3 separate regions of the Rattus norvegicus genome follow, and all the other regions are linked to region 3. A link is a contact called in public Hi-C data. All regions are on one chromosome and are shown on one strand. The core of a region is the stretch at or near the end of the contact, and the rest is flanking DNA. Distances in the headings are between cores, read along the strand shown. Region 1 overlaps Dlg2 (discs large MAGUK scaffold protein 2). Region 2 holds the start of Ddias (DNA damage-induced apoptosis suppressor). Region 3 holds the start of Ccdc90b (coiled-coil domain containing 90B).

Region 1 (4,900 bases), core at 777-3,276, 470 kb after region 3:
TAACAGAAGAACCTCAAAGCTCTTTGTCAGAGGAATTCTATAGCCATGAGAGCCTACCACATTAGGTCTATTGCTTCTCATTGGATTTTTAGGATATGTCAAGAAATGATCACTTCCATTTTATAGAAGAAGAAACTGAAGTGACTTTCTAGCTTAGAGCTAGACTGACCCCAAGCACTAGCTTCCTGCTGTCACTATCAGATACTTTGGGTGCTGCTCTCTGCTATTGAGTGTCCCAAATGGTAGCCTGCATATAGGGCTCTTATTATGGTAGTTAAATGCTTCTTGACAGCTAGCAGGTAACTGTTGTTTTGAGCCTTCCTGTGTCACTCAGAACCCTGGCTTCCTGGAATCCAATACCTACTCATAATCCTGCAGTTGCGATATGGCAGTTGTATGGACTGACTGCAGGACTGAACCCAGACTAGAGGTATTTTTAGTAGCACACCAGCTGGAGGTGAAGGAAAAGCCAGGGTGGCAGAAGTGTGAGTGAGTATAGAGGAAGAAGTACACATGGCGTTATACTGGTGGGCTGAAGCCAGACACTTCACTACCTTGCATGCCACGTCAACACTTTAGCATCTGAGGACAACGGAAAGTCATAGGAAGGCTTTAGAGAAGGCAAGAAAGGTGGTGATGCAGTTTTTAAAAGACTGTCTTTTCCAGAGGCTAAAAGGTTGTATGTGACTGGGGCATCTGTATGCCCTTGGCAAACCATGGGAATAAAGGACTCTTAGGACAGAGCTGAACTGTTAGAAGTTACATGCCTATTTAAACGTCAGAGGTCATATGTCGTAAATTAATTCCTTAAATTTGTATGTTAACAGTATTTGGAAGTTGCCAGGCCTTTGGGAGGTAATTAGGATGGGATGAGGCTATCATGGTAGCATTAGTGTCTTTACAGAAGGAGGCATATATTTTGTAGGCTTGTACATTTGTGTATTCTTGCACAGATTGTAAACTTGCATATTTTGTATGCTCGTTTTGTGTTGTCATATGATGTTCTCTTTTCTGTTATAATGCAGCAGGAAGATTCCTCAGGAGTTGATGGCTTTGTGCTCCTGGATTTCCTAGGTTTAAGAACATGCCTAGTCCCCCTTTCTTTTTTTCTCAACAAAGCACTGAAACAAACAATAACAGAAAGAATTCTGTTTTTCCTTCTTCAGAAAGAATGTCCAAGAAGGTCACTGTGCTGGTTAATTTATTTTCCTGATGAATTTTCTAAAATCTGCCCCAAGAATACTTTAAGATGGTTCAATAATTGGAATTCTTTTCATAATGAATCTCTAAGAAATAAAATACATAAGGGAGAAATTAGAGAGAAAAGATCACCTATAACAGACATATGGGATTTAATCTAAGGTGATGACTTTTAAAAATTGTTCATTATCTTAACTACTTCAGAACTGTAGTTGTGATGGGGGTGGGGGAGGCAGGAATAAATGCCCACAGTGGAACCTGGCTAGCTGATGCTTTAAGTCGCCAGGCAGTATTCAGCTGATGTGCACACACTAAACACTAGATGGCAGCCACCATCCTGTGTCTGAATGGGGAGCAGCGAGAAGGAAATGACTTTCCTGTGAGTTGAAAGCAGAGAGAGGGGGGTTTACTGGAGAGATTGAAGGGGGCTAGAAAGATGGGGCAGGTAGAATAGGGGAGGGCAGTGGAGGAAGGGGGCAAGGAACAATGTGCCTTGGTGTAGCTGTGAGTGTCATGATCAAGCCCATTACATTGTATGGTAAATAAAAAGAATAGCAAAAAAGAATATAATAAATGAAAATAAATGGAAACTTTTAAATTGGCCACCCCACATTTCTCACCTTATTGTCCTCCAAGGTACTTGTTATATAAGGATTTCGTGGCTAAAGAAGTTTGTAAAAACTATTACTTTATCTGTATTCAGGATATCCTCCCCAAGGCACACTGGTACACAAACGTTTTGACAAGTTCTACAGTTGAAGACACATGGTGCTAAGTAACTATGGTAACAATGCACCACAACTATTTCATGAAACATTCTTTGAGGGAGATACAGATCTTGTGTAAACCCTGTCTGAAAGAAGGAATCATCCAAACCATATCAATTCCACCTTAGTCATGGTTATCTGATACTTTAAAAAACATCAGAAATATCTGTATCATGCACTTCTATGTTGAAGCTCAGGAAATATTATAGACAGAGGGCAGAAAGACTGAAAGATCCAGAAATTGGGAAGACTGATGGGAAATAGTGTCATCTAGCAGTGACTCTATCACATTCAGGAATCCACTGCAGCTGGCAGGGGCCACCCATAAAACCTGCACAAGATCAATCCAGTCATGGCTGCTGGGGGAGAGTCATTTTTCTGTAGGGATGGGTTTCTGGTAGGATGTCAATGCTCCAGTGGATGGCCTAACATTATGACTATAGTTGGGTTATCTTTTTTTTTAAAGACAGAATAAAAGTAAGACAAGAAGTTTAGAGTGACTGGAATTGGTCTAGAAGAAGTAGGAGAAGAGGAGGGGTTGATTTGGTGAAAATATATTGTATACATGTAGCAGATCTCAGAAACTAAAAACAATTGTACTAAAATAAATCTTAATTTAGAGTTGTTACCAGTGATAGCAAAATTGAATGAAGATTTGCCATGTGAAATGTAACATTTTAAATGCTAGTCTGGGGGGTTGCGGGGGGAGAGTAAGAGAGAGGAGTAGGGAGAGAGGATGTAATGGTTATTCCTGTTTGTAAACTTGACTGTGTCTGGAATGAACTACAGCCCAGAATTGGAGGCTCGCCTGTGATCCAGATCTTGAGGCTAGAAGACACAAGTTTCTGATCTGGATCTTGGCATTGAGATCTTGAGGCATAGTGGTATGAACAGCTTAGACCCAGGCAAAGTAGTACATGCCTTTAATCACAGGAGACTAAGGCAAGGAGATATCTAAGTTCAAGGTCAGTCTGGACCAAACATGTCCCAGATCCAGGCATGGTGGCACACACCTTTAATCTGGGCCACACCTTCTGCTGGAAACCTACATAAGGACATTGGAAGAAGGAAGATTGGCTCTTTGAAACTTGGATTTATTAGCCAGCGTATCTGTTGGAATCCACAGAAGAGCAGCTGAAACAACTAGCCTTGTGGGACTGAGCAACTACCAGATTCTTGGTCTTCCAATTCACATCTGACCATTGTTGGGGAGTTGGACTACAGACTCATAATAAATTCCCTCAATATAGAAAGACATTCCATATTCTGTGACTCTAGAGAACCCTAGTATAGAGGGAGAGGAAGAGACAGGGAGGAAGAGAGGGGAGATACAAAAGCTAGTACACTAGGGCTGTTCTACTGTAAGCCATTATCTAACACATTCTTAGGTAAAGTCTATAGTCTGCATGGTGGGGTTATTCTGGAGTGGATACTCTGCCCTTGATCCCAAGGACACTGTTTACTATGCAGCTCTCTTATCTGTGAAGAGTGCCTGAGAGTAAAATATACTCAAAACCCTCTTCCCTCCATCTGAACTTTCTAGGTTACTATTAACCTGAATAATTTGGAAATTAATCTTACATGACCCAGTGTCATGCACAGAGCTTTTATTTAGCTTTGATTGTTAAGAGTTTCTTCTTTGTGTTTTCTGGGAATGCACCCCTTGCTCTTACTGTCCAGTTTAAGCTGTGTGTGTAAAGTTTGTATCTTTCACCTTCCATTATTGATAATTCTACTTTGTCATTTCCTTCCCATCTGTTATATCATCAGAGCTTCTAAACATTAATTTTTTCCTCTCCTAAGTACCCAAGAAAATCACAGTATTTAACTTGAAGTTAGATACTTCCTATTGAAAGTTAGATAAACTCAAGCAAGCTAAAATGCAAAAAAAAGTTTCCTCTGTAATGGGAAATAATTTCCAGATAGTATTATCTGCCATTGAGTGCTTTTTTCAAACATCGTGTATAATAAAGAGTATACCATCAGATCTCCAGAGACTGTCATGTCCCATGAGTTGTAATTTTCAAGACTATAATTCTGGTTGGTTGCCGTGCTTGATTTGTGGTTCTAATATTAATATTAAACATATACATCTAATTTTAAATGCAGAAATAAATTTGATTTATCTTTTTTTGAATCAGCCACTATCTTAATTTCCTTGTATTGTGTAGAAGAAACAACAAAACCTATGGCTCCTTATGTCTCCTCCCTTGGTAGAAGTAGAGAATTTGATATCCCCTTCATTTTATCATCCTTAATCTGAGCATAATAATGCATGGTAAGGTTATAAGATTAAATCATCTATAAATATGGCCTGAACAAAAAGTACCCCACGTATTATTGCTTTAGTTTCTAACCACAGCATGTAATCAGAGCAGTGAGCATCCAAGTAATGACTGTGTTCTGTTGGCAAAATCTTGAAGACTGCTGTATATTGAGAGGGCTCCTACTTTAGGTCAAGAGAAGTTAAGAGTCCAACTATATAGTCAGGAGTGATGGAGCTGAGGAAATCATTTATTCTTTCAGATTCTCCTTTCCAGTATGGAAAGTGGGAGAAACAGGAACCTACCATGACTGTTGGCATCTCCTTAAGGACGGACGCAGCTTAGTTCATGGGAGAGTATTTCTGTCTCAAAATGTGCTGTGTGATTGTGAGGAGATGACAGGATACCCACTGAGTACAGATTTCTTTTGGGATGATGGAGGATTTCAGAATTGGACTCCGAGGCTATAATGCCTGTTTTGCAAATTCTATGAAGCAGTCACTGTGCCAAATATTGAGAATAAAAACTCCTTTAAGACATGAAATTTGTCTTTCAGAAATCTTACCAGGAAATGAAGAAATAGTCATGTAAACCAATATAGACAATAAGCCCGAATAGCTACTTGGCATCTTGTATGTCATTTAAGAGAAAAAGACGTAGTTCAGTCCT
Region 2 (4,398 bases), core at 366-2,865, 300 kb before region 3:
CATTAGAATTTGAGTTGAGAGAGATGGGGTCAAAGGTTAGTCTCCATAATTTGGTTTTAGCCAAGGTAAAAAAAAAAAAAAAGTTCAAATTGAGGCATTTTCTGAGATGAAGTGGTAAAAATATGTATCCTGGACGTCCAGAACTGGAGGAATAGATTTCTCGCGGTCTCTGATGGGGAACACTCGAATAACTAAGGCTTAAAGCTACCCTCCAGAAAAGGTGAACTAAAACTAAATCAAGTCCTAAGTATCAGAGTTTGAATTTTGGAGTGGGCAGCGGTGCTTCATCAAGCTGTAACAGCCAAGCAAGGTACCGGCGAGCGATTGGGACCAGAGACCTAGAACCCTTACTCCCCAGCCTCCGCTTACCTTCTGTTGGAAGTAATGAACTGAGTAGCTACTGGGTACAGCAGGGTCGGGTGTGTTAGTTGACAAGTGCGGGCTGCCGAGGGTCTTTAGCCTAGGCCGGATGGTTGTGGCGGCCCCGAGTGATAGAAAAGGCAGGAGCAGGAGAGCCCAGCAGCCCATGGCTCAGGACAGCAGCCACAGTGTGGGCGGCTAAAGAAAGAGAGCCACCCGCAGAAAAGCACTACTAAGCCAGGCCCAGCTCGTAGCTCCGCCCGCTGCAGACCAGCTCCTCCCTCGGGAAACCTAAAACCAGGCGGCCCCTGGTCTCAAAGGCGTTGCCTCCACCCTTGCCACTTGCCATCCTCCTTCTCCCCGCCCACCTCCACTGAGGTCACACTCTACGTCGGCCTTTACTACGCAGGGTTTTTTGCCTCATCCTTATCTATGGCTCCCCAAGCCCTATCGCCTCTCTAGGTTATGTCATATCTCTGCCTTTATTGTCACCATCACACTGTCCCCGCAACCTCAGTCCCACGGTAACAACACCGGGCGGGAGGAGGAGGGAGGAAGAGAGAGTCTATTGTCACCAGGCATGACGGCACACACGTGACCCTCCCTCAACCAAAACAGCAACCTTTCAGTGTTTGCCTCTCTACTTAGATGAGGAAACAAGTAGAGGGACTCGATCCTAGGTCCCTCAAGTAGCAGGAAATGGAGCGAGGGTCACAGAGCGCCCTGTTCCCTTGTAGGCTGTTCGGGCTCTTCCACTCCGCTGCTCCCGCCTAACCAGCCCCATGTTATTCAGTTCTCGGGTCACCCCATCCGCCGCATTGCTCGCACGACCCGTCCTTTCTGTGGCCGCTGAGTCTTTCGTGCAGACCAAACATTCCCTCAACCCGGATAATCCATCCAGGCTCCGCGATGGCGACTCCCTGTTGTAGTCAACAGCGCCCCCTCCTGTCCAGCCCGCGGCGCCAACTTTCACGGCTCCAACGCCCTCGGCGTTCGTCTGAGGGGTGCAGCCACCCCTTCCCACGCCTCGAGCCTTCCCGGCTTCCCCCGCACTTCGTTGAGAGAACTACCGCTCCACCAGTCGAAGAAGAACGTCTCTCAAAACCCACAGCTACCCCTGGCTTGACAAGGAGGGTCGCTTGCCGGGGTTATAAGCGACACGCCCTGCGGAGCATTTTCTGATTGGCTCTCCTTAAAGACCGTCAAGACGACATTTCCGGCGGAAGAGGACGCGGGAGATTCGATTGCGAGCGTTTGGAGAGCGGCTGTCCGGGAGGCCGGAGTTCCTTCATGGTTGCCCGGGCTTGCCTGGGTCCTTTGCTTCAGGTGAGAAGCTGAAGAAAGGAATTCTTGGGGGGCTCTAGGTAGAGAGACTGCTGACGAGGCACTGTAACCTTGAGCTCCATTTGGATTTATTTCAAGACTCTTGGCCGTAAAAGCCGGATACGACGTTAAACGAGAGAGTCAATCCTTTTCACGTTCTTTAGTGAATGTTTACACTTTACGGTTGCTGCAGAGCCCCAGAAAGGAAAAGGCTCGACTTTAAACTGGGACATAAAAATATGTCATCAGACTACTGTGCGGAATATTGCCAGTTGCTGGCAAAGATGCTTTGTTTTGCTTTTTCAGATTACTCTGATTGCCCAGAAAAAGTATTTTACCGAATAATGCACGCAATCCAGAAACTGAAGCTTTTCTATTTTCCTTGATCTCTCGAATCCACATCTAAGATGAAAATTCAAGCCCCACTGAACACTGCCACTACCATAATCTAACCTGTGACTGTTGTATGCTGTGACAGTAGCCTTCAGCTGTTTCCCCTGTTTATCCATTCTCCATAAGACCAGGCAGATAGGTGAAAATTTTTGACCAAGATACTCACCATTTATCTTGTTTTAGATGCTTCTATTTTCCCGATGTTTTAAGTCCAAATTCCTTAAGGTAGGTTAAAAAGCTCTTTGGCCTTGCTTGCCTCTCCAACCTGCACTTACACACCCTCTCGGGGTAGGAGATAAAACCCAGGATATCACACACACTGTTCATGACATACTGAATTATCCCCAACCCCAGGTTATCTTGTATATTCCTCAAAGGCACCATCCTCTCAACCTCCAAAACTTCTTTTTATCCTGACTCATTAGTGATTTCTTAGTTTGCAAAGCCTTTCTGGTTTGGTTTGGTTTGTTTTATGTGTGTGAGTTAAGAGAACAGGATTTTGAACTTCTGATCATCCAGCCTCTATCTTCCAAGTGCTAGATTTATAGTTACGTTCCACCAAGGCTGACTTTGAAAGCATTTTTAAAAGCATCTTAAATTTAAAGCATTTTTTGACCTTTTAAAACTGGATCACAGAGCACTCTGTCATTTTTTTTATTCATTCCTCAGATAAAATTTTAAGTGCCTCCCATTATGCCAAGAAGGGCCAGGTTTTGGATGACTTCAATTACCAATAGAGACTGCTGTCCTAGGGTAAGTACCCCTCTGCCCCCTTTTTGGATAGAATTAAACAGAATAGCAAAATTGAGTATGGAGACCTATATTGATAACCTTAGCACTCTGGAGTCATGAGAATCTCTAGTTTGAAGCCAGCCTGAGATACAAAGAGACTTAAGGGCTATGGAGGAAAATCTTATGTTTTAAAAAAAATGGGTCTAGAAATAACCATGGATCTGGAAAGTCCCCTCTAAAGAATTGATTTTAAATGGGTGAATATGGCATGGCTTGGAAAGGGAAGGGAGAAGGGAGGGAGGAGTCCCAGTATTCTAATCACAATGGGCTTGGTGGTTTTGTTGTTGTTGTTGTTGTTTTGTTTTGTTTTGTTTTGTTTTGTTTTTGAGACCAGGTCTCTCTGTATCCTTGGCTGGCCTCAGACCCACAGAGATCACCCTGCCTCTGCCTCCTGAGTGTGGGATTAAAGACTTTTACCACCATTTCCAACTTTGTTTTTTGAGATAGAATCTGAAGTTGGGTGGGTAGGAAGGTGGGGGGGGGTGGAGAAATATAAGACATAGCGTATGAAATTCTAAAAGAATAAATATTAAAAAGGAATAAGCTGGGCGGGCGGGAAGCAGAGGCAGGTGGATCTCTTGAGTTCAAGACCAACCTGGTCTATGCATTGAGTTCCAAGAGAGTCAGAACTGTATAGAAAGACGATGTCTCAAAAAGGGGGGGGAGGGTGAGCTAAAAATGTTGGATATGACATTGCATGTTGGGGGAGAGACAGAGAGTCTTAAGTATTTGGCCATATGGTTAGTTAGAAATAGTATTACTTACTAAAATTGAGAGGATTTTGTGACAAGAAAGACTTAACAAAATTCGATTTTTGTTACTTATTAACTTTGAATTTGTGAGACTCCTAAATACACTTGGCTCTCCTGTAAGAATGGCATTATGGAAGTCTTTGCATGGTTGCATTGATACACATTGATGAATAGAACGCATTATTAGCCTGATCCACAACCAAATTCCTGTTCTTGAACACAATGTCCTGGTTTGTTTGGTTTTGTTCTACCTCAAATGCTCCCTTCTTAGTTTCTGTTAAAAATACCTCAGAAATGATACTAAACAGAAAAGCTGTGTTGTATGCATCAAGGCTTTCCTGGTTAATGTTTCAACAGTAGTTTTCAACATCATTTCACCTTCTGCTGTAAATTTTGTCTCTGCCTTCCGTGCATATCCATCCTCAGCCTGAGAAGTTCCCTTCTTCCTTGGGGATTTCCATCAGGTAAACCTGATCATTGACTATGCCTCAGAAAAGACTGAGCAGAGTTGATGAGTTTATTAAATATTTAGATAGAGTCATTTAGGAAAAGGATAGAACTACAATTCCAAGACACAGTGTGCTTCACGAGATGCTAGAATGTGTTTACAGTGTCTTGCTCTATATATGATCCTGTGGCTGATTCATTAACCCAAGGAAGTAATTTATGAGGCTTTCATAATTCCAATAGTAAGATGGTCTTATAAGGTGCACTGCTTAGATTTAGGGGTGAAAAAAAAAGGTGTGATCCTGTTAAAACTCAAAACTCCTAGCTAGAG
Region 3 (4,178 bases), core at 834-3,333:
GTTCTTTTGACTACAAAGCTCACATCTTATCTATAGCCTGTGTTGTTTTACTTTATCCCAAGCTACTTATATATCTAATTACTTAAAGGACAGGTTTAATTCCAACACTCAGAAGGCAGTCCAGTGTATTTCTGCGAGTTCAAGGCCAACCTGATCTAGAGCTCTAGGACAGCTAAGGTTGGTTACACAGTGAAACTCATCTCAAACAACTCCAAAGAATATACCCTAACATTAGAGTCTACTGACATGCTGTATATGTGCTATAGGAGATCTATGGCAAATTAAATGAACTAATGAAAACACTCCCCTCTCCACCTGAGGACTAATTCAGTACTTCTTAGTCATAAGGCTGGCAATCTGTACTTAAAAAGAAACATCTGTAGTGTTTCTGATATTCTGCTAAGTGTGGTTAATAATAACAAATTAAGACTGCAGCACCATCAATGAGAAAATTTAGACAAATCACAGCTTCCTCTGCATTTCACTATATAAAGAGTGTTGGACCAAATAAGGTATTTCCATGGGATAAGGATCAACTTTCAAATTTGCTAGACTATTGACATTATTTGTCTAGAGTGAGCAGGAACACAAACCATGCACTAATTTTAAGGGAGAGGGGACAAGATTTCCTCTCAAGAGTAATCAGATTCAAGGGGAATAACCTGACAATTATATTAAAATATTAACATTTTCCTGGGGTGCTATAATTTTGATAAAAGTACACAGATAAATTGAGATTTGAATTATTTCCTCATATTCAAAATAATGCTACCCCTTTGTGTGTGAGGCCTTTGTATCCTGCTGTCATGCTCCTATTTCTCTAAAAGGGCAGCTCTCATTGAACCTGGAATGGCTGAGAGCCACAGCAAGGGCCTTTTATGAGGGTACTGGGGATTCTACTGTGTGTTGTTATTCTTGTGCAGCACATGCTTTTACTAGTGGACCCACATCCCTATCCTTTTTTGAAAAGTCCATCAGACTGTGTATTTATACTATCTAAATACGTAATCAAAGATGTGACTAATTCTAGCAGTTAAACAGCAGACAAGGGCAGCCTTGACTTCAAGTTAGTGGAATAAATAGAATTAAATAACAGGCTATAAACAAAACAGTGGCAAACAACAAAACCACACAAGTGTGGAGGGAGGAGAAATGTGTCTGAATAGCTCAAATTCATAATAGATCCAGAAATAATAAAATGTGGAGGTTGGGATGCCTTTTACGGTGGAAAAAAATGAAAAACAAAAGTATAAAAAAACTCTAGGAAATAGTTCTCAGAGTAAAGTAAGATAGTCTCCTGGATACACAGACTAACAAAGGGCCCAAGTGTTTGGAAATGTATAGGTTCCAGGGCATTTAAAAACAAAACAAAACCCCACTATGTAATTTGTAAACCAGGATACTCGCAAACTACCTAAGAGTTCATTAACGTTATGACACTGAACCCCGCTCCGTGCCCCCACCAATTCAGAAGCCTAGCGGAAGGGCAAGTCCGCTGGGTCTAAAAGGAAGGCAGCCCTCCAACAGACCCCATCGGTTCAGCCAGCGACCCGCCCTCCCCGGAGCCTCGCGGGTGGCTTTGCGCGGGTGGGCGGGGCCCTGTAGGGGGTGTGTCACTCTCGCGGACGCCTGAGCAGGCACACCCGCCCGAACATTCTCCCTGAGCGAGTCTTCGCCTCACCTCTCCGCAGGGCGGGTGACAGACGCCCGTGGGGACTTGAAATCCAGCGGATTCCACTGCACTCGGGACGCAGGAACCGCCAAATCCAGCGGTTCCTCATATTCTCGGAGCTCCGGGTCAGCAAAGGGAAGCGGAATGTTGTTGATTCTCGCAGAGGCTTTCGGACAATGAAGTTCTCTCACCATAAGGATGCTGGGAAATGTAGTTTCCGATCTGTCACTAAAACACTTGTGGGGTTTTTCTTTAACAAAGCTAGGCCTCTTCACAGAGCCACACTTCTCATGACTCAGAGCTTATCCCTCTAGTCCATCGCCCCTTCCCCATCTCTTCCCGCCTTTACCGCCCTAAGAAACCGGGATCTTGGAGAACCTCTGGCGCCCATTTGCTGGTGGCGAGTTTGTCCCACAGCAAGCTTTCTAAACCGAGTCCTGTGTAGTCGCATAGCACCATGGGACTCGCAGTCCTCGCTGCTGAGGATTGTGGGGATGAGACCGGGTTGTTTCCTCGCCCAGAAAGCTTATGGAAGTACAAACCGCTGCACACATTTGTAGTTTCGCGTCTTTCTGCTTGGCCCTCTGGTGCACTGGAGGACCAACTGTTTTAGGCCTTTCCTTCAGGAAAACGAAATGAAAATTCTCCATTTACTGGGTCGATATCGTTCATGGTTTATCTCTCTCCGACTTAAGTTTCCAAAGTCATTGTTCCACCTGGTATCAAACAACGTACTAGTTACAATTGTCTTACCTAGACTTCAACTTTGTGGGAATCAGCTACCTACCAACCACCATTTCAAGCTCTGAGGCTCATTAAACGCAAAACTTGGTTCCCACCAGCAAGTACTTTAGTAGATTACACATGGAAGGAAATAAAAATGATTCTATCGGGGGTACTAGGGACAGAGGCAGGAGACACATCTCTCTACTGCAGATGGTTTCCTAGCATTAGAAGGGGAGGGACTCAGTGAACTAGACTATTGGGGGGAGGGCGGCAATGGGGGGAGGGTTGGGAGGGGAATACCCATAAGGAAGGGGAGGGGGGAGAAGGGAGGGGGAGGGGGGAGAAGGGAGGGGGAGGGGGGAGGGGGGAGGGGAAGGGGGGAGGGGGGAGGGGGATTTTTGCCCGGAAACCGGGAAAGGGAATAACACTCGAAATGTATATAAGAAATACTCAAGTTAATAAAAAAAAAAAAAAAAAAAGGAAAAAAAAAAAAGAAGGGGAGGGACTATTAGGAAAGAGGAAGGGGAGGGTAACAGGAGCAGTTAATGGGGAATAAACAAGCATAAAGTAATTATATTCTTGAGTAAGAATGCCATTATTAAACCCATCACTTGTACAGTGAATGTACACTAATGAAAGAATTTAGAAAAGAGGGGAGAGGTAGGATTCAAACCTGTTTTCGAGGATTTCCGTAAGCAGAGATAGTAGAACACAGGGTCCGGGAGACAGGGTTGGAGAGAGCAAACACACTTTATTAATCTGTTCTTACTCATGGCCTTTGCATATGTTGCAACTTGGAGAGCATTTTCTAATGTATTAGATCACCTTCTTCGTAATGGGCAGATCCCAGCTGACGCGCCATCTCCTGAAGCCTTTATGCTGCGTGCACCTTTGGTGGTTTAGTTAAGAACACAACCCTTCCTGCCATGAGCTGATCTATGTCCTTCAGGAGGGTGGTAACCACATCTATTGCTGAAGTCTAGTATTTAGCATAGTGCCTGGCCCATAACAAGCCTTTGATAAATATACATTAAATGAATCTGAGTGTTCGAAGTATGGCCATAATTTGGAAAAGAAACCTTTAGATAGGGGTAAAGGAATGCATGGATGCTGGGTAGAATTAGGGAAAATAGAGGTTAACAAAGAAGAATGAGTATGATTCTGAGGTTCATACAGTGGACTCGAGAAAATTTGAAAGTTTTTGAGCCACAGTAAGTTCAGAGTCCGTTTAAGTCTCTTTCCAGGAGGGAACTCTTTGCCATTCACCAATGTTGCAAAAACATCTCTTGTTGTTGTTGTTGTTGCTGTTGTTGTTGTTGTTGTTGTTGTCGTTGTTGTTGTTATTGCTGTGCCACTGGTGTGAAGTGTCCTGGGCATTAGAATTGCAGCTACTCTGAAGTAACCCAAAGGCTTGGAAGCTTAGAAGCAGTAGTAGTCCCAGTTTATCATCACGGACGACCACTTTTATTGTGTTTTACTTTTGTGCACACCAAGTTTAGATAAGCACTACTTCTTGCCAACCACATATATAATAAAGCCATTTTCAAGTAATTTGTGCTAAATTACCTCATTAGCGAGTGGGAGAAGAATAGTGCTAATTCAGTGCCAAGGTAATAAATACCCACCAGAAGGCAAAGCTACTTCTTGTTTCTTTGGTGGGTTCCCAGGTTTTTCTCTACAGTGACATAGCATCTATAAGCATTTCATTGTGTATGTGGAAAACATGGGGAGGTCTTGGATCAAGACACACCGCACCTTGTCCATGAGCATGTGATTATCA

The links. A called contact is a pair of places that touch in the nucleus more often than the background predicts.
Region 1: a Hi-C map of the A7r5 cell line shows a contact between it and region 3, with 6 times the contacts expected there. The contact joins the enhancer-like site here to the promoter of Ccdc90b in region 3. A contact is called at or near these places in 9 of 12 Hi-C or Micro-C datasets (the A7r5 cell line, Schwann cells, frontal cortex and 5 more) and 1 of 1 datasets of contacts at active chromatin or transcription factors (oligodendrocytes).
Region 2: a contact with region 3 is called in a Hi-C map of liver, with 5 times the contacts expected there. The contact joins the promoter of Ddias here to the promoter of Ccdc90b in region 3. A contact is called at or near these places in 7 of 12 Hi-C or Micro-C datasets (the A7r5 cell line, the Rat2 cell line, Schwann cells and 3 more) and 1 of 1 datasets of contacts at active chromatin or transcription factors (oligodendrocytes).

Annotation. Positions count from the first base shown.
Region 1 is chr1:155,571,782-155,576,681 of GRCr8, reverse strand. All of the region lies in intron 12 of Dlg2 (discs large MAGUK scaffold protein 2), which reads right to left. Among named protein-coding and RNA genes, the nearest start is that of Ccdc90b, 470 kb to the left of the region's middle. Within about 2 kb of position 2,026, at least 1 of the 93 cell types and tissues checked has an H3K27ac peak or open chromatin away from gene starts, as enhancers often do. A contact at or near this core is called in the A7r5 cell line, where this site is marked.
Region 2 is chr1:156,340,086-156,344,483 of GRCr8, reverse strand. Ddias (DNA damage-induced apoptosis suppressor) reads left to right here and starts at 1,615. Exons shown (of 6, transcript NM_001126294.1): 1 at 1,615-1,686; 2 at 2,746-2,829. Prcp (prolylcarboxypeptidase) reads right to left here and starts at 590. Exons shown (of 9, transcript NM_001106281.3): 1 at 370-590. The coding sequence starts at 528.
Region 3 is chr1:156,043,097-156,047,274 of GRCr8, reverse strand. It overlaps Ccdc90b (coiled-coil domain containing 90B), which reads right to left and starts at 2,083. Exons shown (of 9, transcript NM_001024885.1): 1 at 1,682-2,083. The coding sequence starts at 1,781.